2 separate regions of the Arabidopsis thaliana genome follow, and region 1 is linked to region 2. The links are chromatin contacts, called in public capture Hi-C maps. All regions are on one chromosome and are shown on one strand. Each heading gives the region's core, a stretch centred on a gene start, on an enhancer-like site or on the middle of the called end of the contact. The rest is flanking DNA. Distances are from core to core; before and after follow the strand shown.

Region 1 (3,087 bases), core at 265-2,764, 120 kb before region 2:
TCATCATAAATCAAAGATATTGACTCGATTGAATAGTACCTTCAAGGTAAAAGAAAATAAATTGAATTTTGACTACAATAATCTCAGTAGCTATGTCATCTACAAAATTTTGAAAACTTCAAAGAAAATATAAATCTACAAAATGTAGTTTTAACAGAAAATGTGTTTTTTCCAAAGTTTGTAAGACTCCGAATATCACCGATGTATACTTTTATTAGAAATAGTAAAAGGATAATATATTACTATAAACAAAAAGATCAAAGTTCAAAACTTTATAACAAAAGTGAAGTCTAACATGCACGTGAACAATGCCCAACAAAGGTACAAAGCCTACCTACAATACCATGTGAGTGTCGCGAATGAAGTTATTCAAGCATAGATGACCAAATCATGAAATTTCTATGAGATTACACTCCTTTGGGTTACAATTTTATGTTTTTATTTTAGTAAATAGATGTTTTAAGGTACTTGTTTCTTCAACCTTGGGATACTAATTGTGTGAAATGCGTAAAATGATGTGAAAACTTAGAACATATTGAGTCAAAAAAAAATTCTATTATCCTCCACACTTGATTTCTTGGTTGGATTCTTTTTTTTTTTTTTTTTTTTGTTTGTTTGTTGTTTGTTAATATGTAAGAATATTCATAGTAACTACCAAGTTGAAAAAAACAAAAAAATCATAGTAACTACCCAAATTGTAGAAGGTTATTTGCAAATAACTTTCTATTTTATTATTTATTTTTATTTTTTTTGCTAAGCAACTTTACAAATATAGGGTTTTTAGGTGGACTGTTAACAAAATTTACATTGTTTTCGCATCACAGTTTTCTTATTAAAACATACAAGAATATGATTTCTTTGTTGTGTGTTGGTATTTAAGAATATTCATAGTGAATACAAATAACTTTTCTATTTTTAGTTTTTGTGAAGTAACTTTACGTAGGTAGAAGTTTTACGTGGAATGTAACCAAATTTACATTTTTTCTTGTCATGTTTTTCTTACAAAACATTCAAGAATATGCCAAGGAATTTTTAATACTATATAATATTTTTTGGCCAAGGAATTTTACGTAGGTAAGATTTTTAAATGATGTTGATAAATTTTACGTTATTGTATATGAACATTGTATATTACATAATATCATATTTTCTTAAATAATAAAATAAAATGCTCCATATATTTTGCTAAATTGGACACCACAAATAGATGTCTACCTATGTTTTTTTAAGAAAATAACTATCTACCTAATAAGCTGGAATTCCATATCTACTTAACTCAAATGTTATTTTTGGATAAATATTTGAAGGTTTAACCAAGCTAGGAAATCTAACATAAGATTTTAGAAATGAATTTGAAATCTAGAAATTATAGTATTTTTGGAATCTGTAGAAATTGGTACTAGTATTTTTGAAATAATAAAAATTCTATAAGCAGAAAGAAGTGACAACATTTTTGTTATACATTTGGTCATAACAAAGTAAGAACTAAAGAAGTGGAAAAGAATAGAAGAAGAAAAAAAAAGTCCATATGATTTTTTCTTCCCACTAGTCTTCGTTTTCTAAACACATCACCCATACTTCTCTCCATCATCATCATCATTCATCATCGCCAAAATCCCCAAAGAACCTCAGATTAGGGTTTCTATTTCACTAGTTGATCTGCAAGTACTGCTCACAATTTTTTCAAATTCTTCACTAATCATGGAGAATCAACAGAAGCAACTCCAGCAAGGCGTGCCGGAGTTGGCTTCTTTGGCTGGTCGCGAAGAGAGTTCCGTCAGAGGAATCGATCTTATGAGAGTTGATCAATGTGAAGAGATCGGTGTTAACCAAGTTCCTGCTCTCTCTGTACCTGCCTCCACGGTTGCTGGGGCGGTTGCTGTGCCTATGTCCAATGAGCAAGAGGTTAAAGTTATTGATGAAGCTGCCCCAATAAAACGAAAACGGGGGAGGCCTCCAAGGGCACAGGCTAATACGCCGTTGCATATTCGTCCACCCCCACCGCCGCCGAAGAAGGAAGACAAGGAAGAAGATGTTTGCTTTATTTGCTTCGACGGTGGAGACCTTGTTCTCTGTGATCGCCGGTAAGTGATTGTTAGCTTATAGTGATAATAATTCTGTTAGATAGTATGCTCTAGTGGGAGATTAGAGCCTTGCCATATGTTTTAGTTGGTTCACAACGAAGAAGAGCTTAATTTCGTAGTTTTTTTTTGGATATTCTATTATGTTCTGTATCTCATTATCGAGATTCTAAGTATCGATTATGCGTTGGTTAATGCTCATAGGTTAGAGCTACTCAATTTCTAAACAAGCAAGAGGGTAATGTTAAAAATAGCTATCTATGGAGGTTTAAGAATCGAGGTTCGAGTTATTGATAAGTTTTTGATGGCTTTGTTTGTCCATTCAGGAATTGCCCCAAGGCATACCATCCAGCTTGTATTAAGAGAGATGAGGCATTCTTTCGAACAACGGCCAAATGGAATTGTGGTATGTCGTATAGTCCATCATAGATGTTACTATGTTGCTGTCAGCAATCTAGAGGCTGATTGTTCTGACATGTCGTTATTTCACATCTCTTACATGATGACGTGAACATCCTTCGAAATCTGATGTTTCGTTCATTCATTTCAGGGTGGCACATATGTGGTACATGCCAAAAAGCTTCCAGTTACATGTGTTATACATGCACTTTTTCTGTTTGTAAGCGGTGCATTAAAGATGCTGACTATGTGATTGTGAGAGGTAACATGGGTCTTTGTGGCACATGTATTAAGCCTATAATGCTGATTGAGAATATTGCTCAAGGAGATAATGAAGCGGTAAGACAATCCTTCACAATCTATAGTTTTCATTTAGTACTGTTTTAGCCGCAAAATTTGCTTGGGTGCCGATTATTTTTACCAACCTGCCACAGTTTCCTTAAGAAGAATATAGTTTGTTGATTTGAGTCTTGTTTGGGCTTTACGTCTCTTTGCTTGTTCTATATTAAGCAACCAAGGGTTTCTATTTATGTTAACCCGATTCTAATCCCTCGTAGTGTTGCCATGCACTATGATCTCGACACAATAGGTAAGATGATAGCAATCA
Region 2 (2,713 bases), core at 95-2,594:
TCAAACCCTTAATAAAAATTAAATTCTTAACCTGAATTTTTGAATGAATTTGTTTAATATAAAAGTGGTTAAATAGAAACTTATTGAAAAAGGGATCTATGATGGGCCTAATGACCCAACATACGTCTGAAGCCCAATTCAATAGTTTTCCCAACTTTTTTGGTATATATATATATATTCTTTTTTTAATCATTAAAAGGCAAATTACAGCATCGGAGAGAATTGTACTATAACTCGTATAATATACCAATGCATTTCAAACCCAAAAAAAATAACGACGAAGAATGAAGAATAAATGGCAAATGTTCAGCAGAGCCAAAGACAGAATAAATACTCCAACTTTCAATTAATGGTCTGTCTTTGCATCATTTCTATTAAATTATTAGTGGGCATATCTCATAAATAGATGCCTACAATACTGTAAATACACATAGAATAATTCCCACTTTATTTTTTTTGGTCATTAACATAAATCAAGCTTAAATATGAATTCTTCATTCATAAATTCATTCCAACACTACTAAAATTTCACCACAATTCAATAATAGCACTTCTAACATAATCCCTATATTCAAACTCACACACACTACTCCATAAACATTTTTCGAGCATATAGTAGGGTAATTACGTAAAAGAAATATTTAATTACACTAAACCGTCATCATTTGACGAAACTCATGAAAATCAAGAATTCCATTACCATCTATATCGTAAAACTTTATCATGGCTTCACACTCTCCGTACGTTCTTGATTCCCCTAACTTCACAAGCATCTTTTGCAAACCCTTTGGTGTTATGCAGCCTGATCCTTTTTCCACCTCGAACATCTCAAACGCTGTCTTCAACTCTCCATCGCCATCAACTTCACCGTCACCGTAAAGATCTCTTCTTGTCATCAATCCAACAAAGTCCTCAAACCCTAGAGACCCGTCTGCGTCAGTGTCAACTTCGTTTATCGCCTCTTGAGCTGCCTCGTGAGATATATACTCACCGACAGAGCCGAAGTAATGTCTGAGCTCAAAGGCTGAGATCTTACCGTCGCCGTCGCTGTCGAAATGGCTGAAGACTTGACGGAGCTCTTCTTTGGAGGCCTGGTGACTCTTTATGTTGTTGTTGTCATCACTGTTGCTTCTTGGAGAGTTTAAGGTTGACGAAGAGTTTGATTTTGGTGATCTTCGTCGGTTTTGGAAACTAAGGTTTAACTTTAAGGTTTTGGTGGAAAACCATTTGAAAGAATTGGAGGAAGGTTTCTCTTTTTGAGTTGCCATATCATTGAGTTTATATGCTGTAGTGTGTTATTCTATTTAGCCTTTAAATCACCTCTATATATAACATGAGAGATTCACCATGTTGATAAATTTATAAGACCATCTCTATTGTGGGTATCTCATAAGAATTTCTCACAATTAAAAAAATAAAAATAATAAAAATGAAGGAGAGAGAGTGTAGAAAGTTTCTCAAGTGAGAAACTCTGAGATACTCTGAGATACTTTGTACAACCCATCATGACAATTCTCATCTTACTATTGGTTTAATTTTTTAACAAAAATACTTTTTTAATAAAAATAATCAAATTATAATATAATATTAATATTTTTTTTGTTTGAAAAACTTTGTAGGTTTCTCATGGATGGAGATGTCTTAAGTGCATACATAATATGATAATAATATAAAATATACATTATCTAGGAAAGTTTGTTTCTTGTGACAATCGTATCCTGATTTTGATTTAAGTATTCACATTTTTTTGGACAATTACTGATTATTATATTTTAAACATATTTTCTAGAATTTAGTGTCTCTTAATATATTCACTTTAGGAGGAAAAAAAAACAGAACTATGGACATTTGGTTCATTCATTTCGGATTGGAAAATATAGCTTACGTCTCCAAAAAGTACTTATCCAAACAATATTCAGTAGTTTGAATTGAAGGAGCATTTGATAAAATACTTGTCATGTCTAAACTTTAGCTGGTGGGAGTGGGATTATATGTAGAGTTAAATTAGAATTTCGAAAAAGTATAGAATGAAGGGATACATAAAATATAGTAAGAAGACATGCAAGTCATTTTCCGAGAAAATCCAAGTGAACAAAAAAGAGGTCCATGTTTTGTCCTCCAAGGGAATTTCGAAGAAGGTGCTTTTAGATATGTGTGATGGCGTAGGCTCAGAGATTAAATGATTAGATGGGTAAAAGACAAAAGCTGTAAGAAATTTCATCGCAGCTTCCTCTAGCGATAATTAATCATTTTATATGACTTATCTCTATAAAATTCGATTGACTCTTCTTGTTGCATGCATTACATTTTAGTAATCAATTACTAGCTTTTAGGTGAACACACATTCCTAATCTCAAGAATAACCAAATTAGTTTGATGCAAACCCGATAATTCACCACTAATTTGATTCCAACACTATATATACCGTTAATTTGATGCATTCATGTCTTTCATTATCTTTGTTTTGTTTATAACTTCTGATATCTTAATATACAACTAGATCATCCTCGCAGAGCCACACGAAACAAGCTGTCTTCCTAATCACTATTGGTTTTTTCCCCCTCATAAGTTACACCACAAACAAATTTAACCATTTGCTTTATATGATGTCTTTGTTATTATAGGTAATGAAAAGAGAGTATACCTAACTTGTAAGCCAGGAAAAACAAAAAAACAAATGTGTTTAGACTTGTTAAGAAAAACGCATTGGACT

Evidence for each region. Capture Hi-C pulls out chosen DNA fragments and counts their contacts.
Region 1: a contact with region 2 is called in a capture Hi-C map of seedling, with 1.7 times the contacts expected there. The contact joins the promoter of AT3G51120 here to the promoter of CML41 in region 2. A contact is called at or near these places in 1 of 26 Hi-C or Micro-C datasets (rosette leaf) and 1 of 3 other capture datasets (seedling).

What each region holds. Positions count from the first base shown.
Region 1 is chr3:18,990,501-18,993,587 of TAIR10.1, reverse strand. It overlaps AT3G51120 (zinc finger CCCH domain-containing protein 44), which reads left to right and starts at 1,514. Exons shown (of 11, transcript NM_001339490.1): 1 at 1,514-2,084; 2 at 2,408-2,487; 3 at 2,632-2,819. The coding sequence starts at 1,702.
Region 2 is chr3:18,872,542-18,875,254 of TAIR10.1, reverse strand. It overlaps CML41 (calmodulin-like 41), which reads right to left and starts at 1,344. Exons shown (of 1, transcript NM_114937.3): 1 at 419-1,344. The coding sequence starts at 1,268. The coding sequence ends at 651.